Linked DNA regions of Sus scrofa: region 1 is linked to region 2. The links are chromatin contacts, called in public Hi-C maps. All regions are on one chromosome and are shown on one strand. The core of a region is the stretch at or near the end of the contact, and the rest is flanking DNA. Distances in the headings are between cores, read along the strand shown.

What was found. Hi-C and Micro-C count contacts between places; a contact is called where the count stands out from the background.
Region 1: a contact with region 2 is called in a Hi-C map of fetal liver, with 1.8 times the contacts expected there. The contact joins two enhancer-like sites. A contact is called at or near these places in 14 of 47 Hi-C or Micro-C datasets (alveolar macrophages, blood, embryonic fibroblasts and 8 more) and 2 of 2 datasets of contacts at active chromatin or transcription factors (alveolar macrophages and skeletal muscle).

Annotation. Positions count from the first base shown.
Region 1 is chr9:53,492,809-53,498,667 of Sscrofa11.1, reverse strand. It overlaps KIRREL3 (kin of IRRE-like protein 3), which reads left to right. Exons shown (of 17, transcript XM_021063119.1): 16 at 2,977-3,063; 17 at 3,677-4,933. The coding sequence ends at 4,120. Among named protein-coding and RNA genes, the nearest start is that of ST3GAL4, 20 kb to the right of the region's middle. Within about 2 kb of position 4,492, at least 16 of the 83 cell types and tissues checked have an H3K27ac peak or open chromatin away from gene starts, as enhancers often do. A contact at or near this core is called in fetal liver and retroperitoneal adipose tissue, where this site is marked.
Region 2 is chr9:53,426,221-53,431,692 of Sscrofa11.1, reverse strand. DCPS (decapping enzyme, scavenger) reads right to left here. Exons shown (of 6, transcript NM_213790.1): 4 at 1,380-1,493. Among named protein-coding and RNA genes, the nearest start is that of DCPS, 28 kb to the right of the region's middle. Within about 2 kb of position 2,607, at least 7 of the 83 cell types and tissues checked have an H3K27ac peak or open chromatin away from gene starts, as enhancers often do. A contact at or near this core is called in fetal liver and retroperitoneal adipose tissue, where this site is marked.

The DNA.
Region 1 (5,859 bases), core at 3,243-5,742, 65 kb before region 2:
GTGTCCTTATGTGTCTCCGCGAGATGGTGAGCCTTACTCATGCCTGTGGCCCCAAAGCCTTATACAGTCCCTATTAGATGCTCAGCAATGTTTAAATCAATGAAACTTTCTCTGCTGCCTTTTTTCCATCCAAATGATTTTCAGGTCCTATCCATTCCACTTCTGACCCTTTTCAAATCGGTGCCCCTGTCTTGGTGCCCACTGTCATTTCTCAGTACAGGCCTTGCCATGGTTCCCCTGGTCCATGACAACATCCTTCTAAGTGGTCCCACGTTCTAGTCTTTTACCACTTTCCTCTCCACCCTGCAGAGTCCCACAAAAGGTCTTTCAAAAACGCAAATCTGATCCTGTTACCGTCCTACTTAAAAGCCCTCGGTGGCTCCAGATCTACTGGACATTCCCACTGCCAAGCATGTCATCAAGGTCCTTCTTAGGAGGCGGCCGCTGGCCATCCCAGCTCCATCTTCCTGCCAAGAGCATCTGGCCCTCAACACCCCAAAGAATTTACAATCCTTAGCCTCAATCTTCTATGCCTCAGAGGCTTTGCGCTGCTGGTCCCTCTGCCTGTTGCTTCTGTCTGTTGAATTGCACATTCTCCTAGGAGAGTCAGCTGGAATGTCACCTCCTCCAGAATTTTCCAGGCTTGTCCCCCGACGGCTGGCAGAGCTACGTGCTTTCTGCTCTCCCCAGACACTCCGCATGTTCCTCCTCATGGTTCATTGCTCTAATTGCATGTCAGCCTCCCCATTTATCCCAGAGATCCTCAAGGGCAAAGGTCTCCAAAGGTCTACTTCTCCCAGGCCTAACACAGCGCCTGACACAGCAGAAAGCTCAGTCTTACAAGGGAGGGGACCACAGCCCAGACCTGGGCAGGAACAGACATCTCCGTAGATGAGCTTAATCAAGTCTGATGTGGAAGCACCCACACCTGCCCTTCATCCCCAAGGGACCTGCCATCTCTCCCCCCCCCCGGGGTGGGGATGTTCTGACTGCCTCAGAGTGTTTCCACGCCACTCCCCAGCCCAGGCCCTCAGAAAAGAGTGGGAGTCACGCAGGGTGTTCCCAACATGGTACAGTGGGTTAAGAATCTGACTGCAATGGCTCAAGTCCCTGTGGAGTCTTGGGTTCGATCCCAAGCCCCTCCATTGGGTTAAAGGATCCGGCATTGCTGCAGCTGCAGCTCGGATTCAATCTCTGGCCTGGGGAACTTCCATGTGCCGCGGGTGCAGCCGTAATAAATAAATACATTTTAAAGAGGGGGTGCAGGTCACTCAGTGGTCAGTTAAGAGTGGAAGATAACCCCAGCAGAGGAACCCGCTGAGGTCTCCCCTTGGGGCAACCTTCATTCCTCCATCCCCTTCACCCCCGGCTGCGATATGGCCCCAACACTGAGCAGAGGCAGGCTTAGAAGTTGAATCTGATGGAAAGGAAGAACTCAATCCACATAAACCCACAGCATTTACTGGAAAATGAAAAAAGTAGTGTCAGTGGGAAGGTAGCAGGATGAAGGAAGGCACTTTGGCTGCTTCTGAGGGGCTCCAAAAAGAAATCAGGAAATGAGTCACAAATAAAAAAACCCAGGAGTTCCCATCATGGCTCAGTGGTTAACCAATCCTACTAACCATGAGGTTGCAGGTTTGGTCCCTGGCCTTGCTCAGTGGGTTAAGGATCCGGCATTGCCGTGAGCTGTGGTGTAGGTCGCAGACGCAGCAGACACTTCTGTCAGGTGCAGAAGTGAAAACAGGGGATTTGCGTTCTGTGCTACGAGACAGGCACCAATGTGGCTCTTCAGATTAATTAATAAACCCACTGCAGGTTTGCTTTCTTTTTTGCCATCAATCAAATTATTAATTTTCAGTAAGTTAGAGCTTCATTCATTCATCTGACATAAACAGAACATTTGTGATAGCCCTACTGTATGTCAGGCACTGAGCTAGGCACTGGCAAATCAAAGAATTAATAAAACATGATTGAATATGATTCCACTCCAACAGGATTTTGGTTGGTGACCACAATCTATAAGGCGCTGTACCAGGTGTGCTGGGAGCCATAAGAGGAACAGGAAGACATCTTTGTCCCCAGGCTCTGTTTGGTTTTTTTGTTTGTTTGTTTGCTTGTTTTTGACTTTTTGCCTTTTCTAGGGACACTCCCTCGGCATATGGAGGTTCCCAGGCTAGGGGTTTAATCGGAGCTGTAGCCACCAGCCTATGCCACAGCCACAGCAACGCGGGATCTGAGCCACGTCTGCGACCTACACCACAGCTCATGGCAACGCCGGATCCTTAACCCACTGAGCAAGGCCAGGGATCGAACCCGAAACCTCATGGTTCCTAGTCGGATCCGTTAACCACTGAGCCACGACAGGAACTCCTGTCCCCAGGCTCTGTTAAGGAAGATAACTTTGAATCTTCTAAGTTCTTGCTGCGAATAACAGGAGAGGCCCTAGTTGCCATTGTCTTGCAGGTAGTTCAGTGATTGCTTCCGCAGGCCTTCAGGAAGGCCACCACCAGGGATAAGGCTACCTGTGGGGCACTAATCCCTCCCCAGAGGTTCTGTAGTTATTTATCTACAGGTCCACCTCCCTGAGGGACACAGCTGATTCTTAGTGTATCTGGATCTCTGTTTGCCTGGCCCTGAGCGCAAGGCCTGGCCTGAAAATCAGTAAATGCTTGGTGAATTGAATTGAATCAAAAGGAAATCTCTGGAGGTGATAACACTAGCCCAACAGAAGAAAGTGGGTCTTAGAGACCTGCCCACATGCACCCACCCCTCTGTCACCATCTCTCAGGAGGGGGTGGGGTAGGGGCTCAAGAACAACCCTGAGATCTGGACTCTCCTCCTGGCAGTGCAACGTGGGGGGAGAGGAGACAAAGACGGCAAGCCTCTGTTGAGTTCATTTCTCCAGCTTTTCCTTGGAGAGGGGGATGGAGAGTTAGCCCACCTCCCACCCACTGAGCAGCCATTTTTGGGTTGTAGATGGACCGGGGCGAATTCCAACAAGATTCAGTCCTGAAGCAGCTGGAGGTGCTCAAAGAAGAGGAAAAGGAGTTTCAGAACCTGAAGGTAAGAAGAGCCACCGGTTACCACACAGCCTGGAGTCTGGTCTTCAGCTCTGACGACCCAAGCTCCAGATCCAGGCAAACAAGAGCAACAAGTAGAAGAGAAAGGCCAGAGGTGACTGTGGGGACAGGTGCTTGTCCTCTCACTAAGGTGGGACAGTCCCCCATAAACCAAGGAGGCCAGAGAGTTAGGCTGAGGTCTCACAGGTCTCCCACCTCCCACAGCCTCCTCACCAGGAACATCTTTAATGAAATGTCAATGTTCTAAACTAAAACAGAAAACAATGAAAGCCTGGTTCTCACAGAGCCTTGAGCCGCCCTGACATAACAAGAGTCAAGACATACCCCCCCATTCCCTTCAGCACCTCCCCTTTCTGCTGCCACTGACATGGCTACCAGCCACCTCTGCTTTGGGTCCCTACCCCCACCCCCTGGCGCCAGGCTAATCCTCCTTTATCCCCCGCCTCCCCTCCCTGGCTGTCCCCTTCCTCTTGTTTGTCCTTGGCCCTCCCCATGTAGGATGGGACTGGCTCAGCCTGGAGAGCCAACCCCCCCACACCGCCTTCAGGGGGGGCTCCTGCCCAGGGATGTGACCTGTTCTTCCTCTGGCCCCCCAGGACCCCACCAATGGCTACTACAGCGTCAACACCTTCAAGGAGCACCACTCGACCCCCACCATCTCGCTGTCCAGCTGCCAGCCAGACCTGCGCCCAGCGGGCAAGCAGCGGGTGCCCACGGGCATGTCCTTCACCAACATCTACAGCACGCTGAGCGGCCAGGGCCGCCTCTACGACTACGGGCAGAGGTTCGTGCTGGGCATGGGCAGCTCGTCCATCGAGCTCTGCGAGCGGGAGTTCCAGAGGGGCTCGCTCAGCGACAGCAGCTCCTTCCTGGACACGCAGTGTGACAGCAGCGTCAGCAGCAGCGGCAAGCAGGACGGCTACGTGCAGTTCGACAAGGCGAGCAAGGCCTCGGCCTCCTCCTCCCACCATTCCCAGTCCTCGTCCCAGAACTCCGACCCCAGCCGGCCCCTGCAGCGGCGGATGCAGACTCACGTCTGAGGATCCCAGACCTTGGGCGAGGGAGGGTCGGGAAGGGGCCAAGGGCGCTGGCTGGCTCTGCAGAGACTTAGCGGAGGACCCCAAAACCAGCCGCCTCCAGGACAGCCCCGAGGGCCTCTGCCACCACCCTCCTCCGCAGCTGCGATCGATCGGCACAAATATGGGCCCAGCTGCAGCGTGTCCGGGGCGTGAGAGCGGGGCTGTGGTCAGAAGCTGCTGCTGAGCGCAGAAGGCTCCGCGCGGGACGCTCCGGCCCCGGCCCTTTCCTGGAGGCCTTTCCTCCGCTTGCAACTCCCGCGGGCACTAGAGTGGCTCTAACTCTGCTGTAATGAAACTGCCCTCCATGCGCCGGGCTCCCAATGAGCTTACCCCTTGCTGCCCATAAGCCCCACCCCTGTGCCTGTGCTCCTGTACAGCCCTGGGGAGCGGGGGTCAAGCGCTTCCCCGGCACTGAGCTAGCTGCCCCAGAGCCCCCAGCGCCCCCTGCTGCTCACAGCCCGGACCCACAGGCTGAGAAGCCAGATACGGCCCTGCCACCACACCGGCCCAGAGCCCATCCCCAATTCGTTTGGTGTTTTGTGTCCATACTCTTGCAATTCTGTCCTTGGACTGGAGGCCTCTCAACTCTGAGGTGGGACTGGACCAATCAGAGACTGGTGTCTGGGAGGGAGAGGGAGGGAAGGAGGGGGAGTGCGACACTCGGGGACCCTTCTCCACCCTGTGCAGCTCAGAGCTTCCCCACCCATCCCCCTTCGTGTACTCCCCGCCTCCCCTCAGCACATTCGGAGACAATACAAGGAGTGTGAGAGCTTCTCTGGTCAGGGTTCTTGAAAGAGCTGTTGCAAAGACTGTGTCCGGGGAGAGGTGGGGGTGGAGGGGACTAGAGGGCAGGTCTTTAAGGTGATGAGACCCGCCTTCTCAGCCGAGCCTAGATTCACAGAAGAAACCACCCACCCTATCTTCAGTCAGTCCCCAGGGGCCAGAGAGAAAGCATATCTGCACCATACTCCTACCTGCCATCCAAGATTAAATGTCCCTTCTGTCCTTTTGTTCCTGCAGGGCCACGGGAAGACCCCAAACACTCAGAGTATGCTTTGGGCACCCCCCTCCCCCAGGGTTCCTTGCAGTGCTTCCATTCAGTTTTCTCAGACAGTGGATAGCTCTGCTTGTGGTGGCCACAGGACCTACAGGCAAATTCCCCTCCTCGCAGGCGTGCCCCACCAGGCACCCGACTCACGCCACATACAGCTCAGAGGGCAAGGGCTCAGGCTGCATTGGAGGGGTCCTTCTAGGTCTTTCTCTCAGCAATATTCTGCAAGGGAAGCTCCCCCTGTTAGGGGTTCAGGGGGGGATGCGCTCTTCAAAGAGCCTGTGCCACCAAGCGCCCCAAAACACTGAAACTCAAATAATATCTTAAGAATGGCCTTGGTGTGGGAAGCTTGATGTGGTGATGGCAGACAGGGCCAAGGTAGAGTGCTGGCCCAGCAAGCAAGATTCAAATGGAACTCTGGAGAAGTCCCACTGTCCCCAAAGGAAGGTCCTCCTAAGCTTTAGCCCCTCTCCTCCAACCTTCCCAAGAAGTCCTTACGCATCATGGGAACCTTCATCACAAAAGCCTATGCTTCTTTCCACACATAGATTCCTTGGATGGCCCCAAGCCACAGATTCTATACATAACCTTCCTAGCACTTCTACCCAGAGGATTTTTCTGCTTCTGCCTTATTTCCTATTGCCTCAAC
Region 2 (5,472 bases), core at 1,358-3,857:
AAGGGGACAGACGGGTTTGCAGAGCGGCACAAAGGTACTGCCTAGAGGGGCCACCAGCCCCAGGCCTGCTTCCTCCTCCGGCCCTGCGGGAGGTGAGGACAGGCTGCAGGGGAGGGGAGGTGGAAGCCTCTGCACCTCAGCACCCACGAGGGAAGGGTGTCTTCTCTGACCTCACTGGCCTCTAACAAACCATTGCTCAGTGCTGCAACTTCTAGAAACTCCCTTCAGATTCCCTACTGCCCCTTGAGCCCAGTCAGGAACTCCCGTGAGCCTCCCCAAGAAACAGTTGGTGCTTGCTTACCTGAGCGCTGAGCCCAAATCCTGTCCTCTCGCCCTGACCAAAGGCTCCCAGACCCTGCTTTTATGGTGATGAAGGAGTGACGCGCAGCAGGTTGAGAAACAAATCAAACCAAGCAAACTGCAGGTGAGCTGTGTTTAGGATACAGAGGGCCTGCCAGGCAGGCAGGCCACAGCGGAGGGCATGCGAGAGAAGCTGTCCATGGGGGCGGTGGACAGGGCCTGACTCCAGCACAATGCCCCTGGGTGATCTCGCAACCCTGTGAGGAACAGGCACCAGAAGGCCCCACCCGAGAGCAAAGGGCAGCTCGGAGCCTGGATCACTCACAGATTTCAATTGCAGGAGAGAGCATTTATCTGCTCCCCACAGCTGACCTGGCCAGTCTGGGTTTGGCCTCCTCGGCCTCGTCCCGGCCCCTGGCCCCCAGCCCGCTGCCAGCTGCACCTAGCCCAGCTTCAGTCCACGGGGGAATAGCACATCCAGGCTCGGTGCTCTGCTGTTTCTGTTACTCTCAGGACACAAAAGGCTACCCAAAGAGTGGAGTAGGACTGGTGGCGGATACTGTGAGGGCGAGGGAACAGGGAGGGTGGACAGAGGCCGCAGAGAAGGGAGGGCCAGCGTGACTGGCCAGGTTCCATGGGAGAGCTGCTCCCGAGGTCAGGAAAGGAGGCACTCGGGGGCCAGGCAGCGGAGCCGGCAAGTGCTTCAGACTGTGGGCCTGCCTGGATCTGCTGGTGTCCAGGGCACCGGGAGAGTGTCAACAGTCCATGTCCAGGTGCTCTTGGGAGTGAGGGTGGGGGCCCTGGCACTTGGCTGGGAAAGGAGCTGGTGTCCTGTGTGGTCGTGGACACAACATGGCCCCATCCTCAGCCCTGGGGTGGGAGGAGGGCCGAAGGGGCTCTAATTAAGCTGGTCCATTAAAATGCAAACATTCGAGCAGGGCAAGGAAGTGGTGCCACCGCAGAGAGCTGAGGCCTCCCCTTGGTACGTTATAACCTGCTCAGCGGGAGACCAAGGTGAGGAAGAAGGGTGGGCCAAGGGAGCCCAGTGGCCTGGAGTGGCCCAACACCAAATCCTTTACCTGCTTTTGGTTCCACTTGAGGTCGGGGATGAGGACAAAGCCGTCAGAGGGATCTGGGTTCTCAAAAACGATCCGGTCAGCTTCAGCCTTCTTGTCGAGGATATTATACACCCACTGGAAGGAGCAGGGAGAGAAGGCTCACAAACCACTTTCCCAGACAGACACCCCACACCGGGCCTCCCTGGGAAGGACAGCACGTCTTAAAAGGCCACTAAACTCAGAGGCTCAACAGTGACCCAGAGGTCTTCCCCTGGGGGCCCGGAAGAAACTGCCCCGCTTCCACCACAACCACCCCCACAGGGGTCACGGCAGCTCAGACGGGGCTGGCTCTTTAGGCCCCTCCTGGCCGGCCCTATGCCCACGCTCTGCTGTGGCCTCGTAAGCCTGGCCTGCTCTTCCACTGCCCACAGGACTGGGGAAAAGCCTCCCATGGGCCCCGTCCCCCTTTATTCAGGACCAGAGAGCAAAGAGAGTCAGGCTGGGAGTTCCCTCTGCAGAAGGAGCTTGCTACATGCCAGGGCAGAAGGCGGCTTAGGTTCTAGAGTTAATAATGTGCTGGGTTTCTCAGCCTGCTGGGATGCTCGTGAGTGTGGGGTAAACACCTCTGCCCCACCTAGAGACCTGGCTGATGACGCGGACCCAGCAGGACAAAGCAGAACAAACACCCCATGGAGAGGCGATCGCACAGACCTGTCCTGGCAACCCCGGGCTGCCAGCTTTCTCGCCCTCTGATCAGCTGTTGTCAACAGTCTTCAGAGGACCGTTCCTTGGGTGTTGTGTGGATACCAAGGGCGTCACTTTACTGTTAAGGTCCTGATGGCCCCTCTGAGGAAGCCAGCCTGCAGGGAGGTTAAGATAAGAAGACTCCTGTTCTCACAGGGCTCCAACCCACAGACCTTGCACTTTTCTACTTCCCCTGAGCTCTGAGCGCCCTGTGCAAACTCAACTTCCTTCTAGGCCAGGGAACTCTGTGCCCGAAATCTGAGAGACAGCCCTGCTGGGGAGCCAGAGAGAAGGCAGGAGCTGGGCTCACACCGCTGCCCCTTCCACCCCGAAGTCACCAAGGGCCTCGAGCTGACCAAAGAGGGGACAGGAGACCAGGGCACCAACACACCAAGACCACTGGAGGGCTGGCACTGCAGTATCAGTGAAGGCTGGTGCTGCACACCTCACTCCCTTAGCCTGTATCCTTGGCTCTCATCCAGCAAGGCCAAGGCCAAGTGCAAATATCTGATATGGAGAAGGATGAAGCAGAGGGTAACCACTGGGGAATTCTAGGGCCTCCTAGGCCCCCTGATAAGACCCACAGGCCGGCCACAACATGGTCTATCCAGCAGAAAAGTGGGGCTCTTCCAAGAAGAGCTTGGCCATCCACTTCCCGGGCAGAGTCTGGAGCACGAGTGCGGTGAGGCCTCCTTGTGGGGCACTGGAGCCAGAGTGACGCACAGCCCAGCAAGTAGAGAATGTCCCAGGGAGGCATTTCCTCTCTGACTAGAAACCTCTCTGGGAATGTGCTGCTGGAGAGAAAAAGCCAGCCAGACCCTGACCTGAAGTGTCCCAAAAATAAAGGGGAGGGAGGGTTTGCTGACTGTCCATGGAGAGTCCTGGTGTAGCCCAGCCTGCGGCAGGCCTCCCTGGGGCCCCATCCTTAGCCCACAGATATGAACTCCTGGAAAGCAACTTGCAATACCAGAGACTGAATGGGCTCAGGAGCCCAACAAGACTGGGTTTATCTCTCACCTCCACCACTAACCAGCTGCACCTTGGCTAAGCCTCGGTTTCCTCCTCTGTAAGATGGGGCTAATAATATCCACACGTAAGGGCCATGGAGCAGACTGTGAAAGAGCCCAGCCCAGGGAGGCGCCCGAAGCAGAGAAGGGGCTAGGAAAGTTCCAAACGGGGGTCAGGCTGGGCCTACCTGAGCCTGCGAGACCCACTGGGGAGAAGGGAAAAAGAAAACAGCTGAGAGCAAAGGAGGTGTGCTGACTACAGGGCAAGAGAGAACTGCCTGCAAGGTGCGCAAGGCTGGAGGGGCCCAGGGCGGCTGAGAAGGTGTGGTGTGATAAGAGCGCCCCACAGGACCGACCTGCGCAGCGAGCCTCTGTGGTAGGCGCTATGGGTGCCCTCATCCTACAGGTAAGGAAAAGGCAGGTGCGAAGAAGTCCACCCAAGTTCACACAATTCCAAGCCAGAGCCTGGCCCCAGACCCATGCCCCAGACCTCTGGGAGAGTGAGAGGGGCCTGAACCCACAGGAGGTCACAAGCCAGAAGCCCAGATAAGACAGGGAGGAGAACCAGGGAACAAATCATAGGGTGACATAACAGGGTGGGAGTGGGGGGTGGGGGAGGGGACACCCTAGGGAAGCAAGCCCAGGTGCCTGGGCCCTGAGGATGATGAGCCGTGGGGATGCTGGCAGCTTCTGGATGCACCTGGCATGACCCCCTCCCTGTGGCACTGGCAACTCCCCTGAAGCCCCTCTCCTCCCTTGAGCTCCCTCTTCATTGTCCTGCTCTTCTGCACGATGCCGGCTGGCCCCTCTCCACCAGCTACCCCTCCCCAGCCTGGGCCACCAGGTGTCTCAGCTCCGCACTTTCCCTCCTCCTCACCCGAACTGCCACCTGTGTGGACAACGGTGGTCACAACCTGGGCACCTTCTCTGTGCTAGAAATAGCAGCAGGCACATCTCTCAACTTCTCCAGGGACCCCTGGGGGAGGTGCTGTCAGTCACATTTTCCAGACAAGGAAACTGGGGCTCAGAAGTGAGGGACAAGGTCACATGGCTCTGGGGCAGCAGGATAAGAGTCCAAACCCTTCCCTGGGTGCCAGTGAAGCCCTGGTTGTATGACTCACAAACCGATCTTGAAGGCTCCAGATCCAGACATCCCACCATCCCAGTAATTTTTTTACTGGTAAATTACAAGTACCTCAATTTCAAGGGCCCAAACAGGGTAGAGGGCTAAGGGCTAAGGGCACAGACACTGGGGCCAGACCGCCTGGCTTTGAATCCTGTCTCCAAAGACCTGCTGTAGGGATATAATGAGGTGATGCCTGTAAAATGCTTAGGAGAGTTGCAGCTCTAGGTCACTTCACGAGAGCTAAGAAGTCCCAAATGAACTCACTGTCCTCCATGTAAGCCCACTCCACTGCCCATGCCTCTGTGCTGGCTAACGATCCTGCTCTCTACAAGTCATCGCCCAGCTACACCTGGAGCCACCCGGCCCCTTAAGTTGCCAGGGAAGCTCCCCACTGCCTCTGCCTCGATCAGTCTTCCTCTTATTCGAATCACTTCCAGCTCATTCTTTAAATCTGATCCCATTACCCATACACTTAAAACTGTTTGCAGGACCCTCATAGGGTTTGAGGATCCTACGATCATCAAAAACAGATTTTTTTTTTTTTTTTTTTTTTTAGGGTTACACTTGTGGTCTGCAATCTGGCCCCTGCCTTGTCCTTCTTTTTTTTAGGGCTGCACCCATGGCTTATGGAAGTTTGTAGGCTAGGAGTTGAATTGGAGCTATAGCTGTCGGCCTATGCCACAGCCACAGCAATGCCAGATCCAAGCCTCCTCTGCAACCTACACCACAGCTCACAGCTCACGGCAATGCCGGATCCTTTAACCCACTGAGTGAGGCCAGGGATCGAACCTGCATTCTCATGGTACTAGCTGGGTTCGTAACCAGCTGAGCCACAAGGGGGAAACATTCTTTTTTTAAATGCAGATTTCCCAGCTCCACTTCCAGTTCCATTCTGAGTTAGTAGAGACAGAGGAGACGCCTGTGCTCTGTATCTTAAAAAATCTCATCAGGCCATCATGACAATCGGCAAGGTTTAGGAGCTCCTGGTCTCCAGGACAAAGGGCACAGGCCTCCTCTGGGGCCCTGCCTGCCTTCTCCTGTCACCTCCTGATCTGCCAGCTCCCAACATGCTTCAAATGAGTCCAGCCCTCTGTCCTTGCTCCCCCTCTGCCTGGAGTGCCCCCTCTGCCTTGTCCTCCTGGCAAACTTCTTTGTCCCTTAAGACCTAACTGGTGGATCTTGTCCCATGCGAAGCCCCCCACTGTCTGGGCTGATCATCCCCCTTGTGTCACCACTG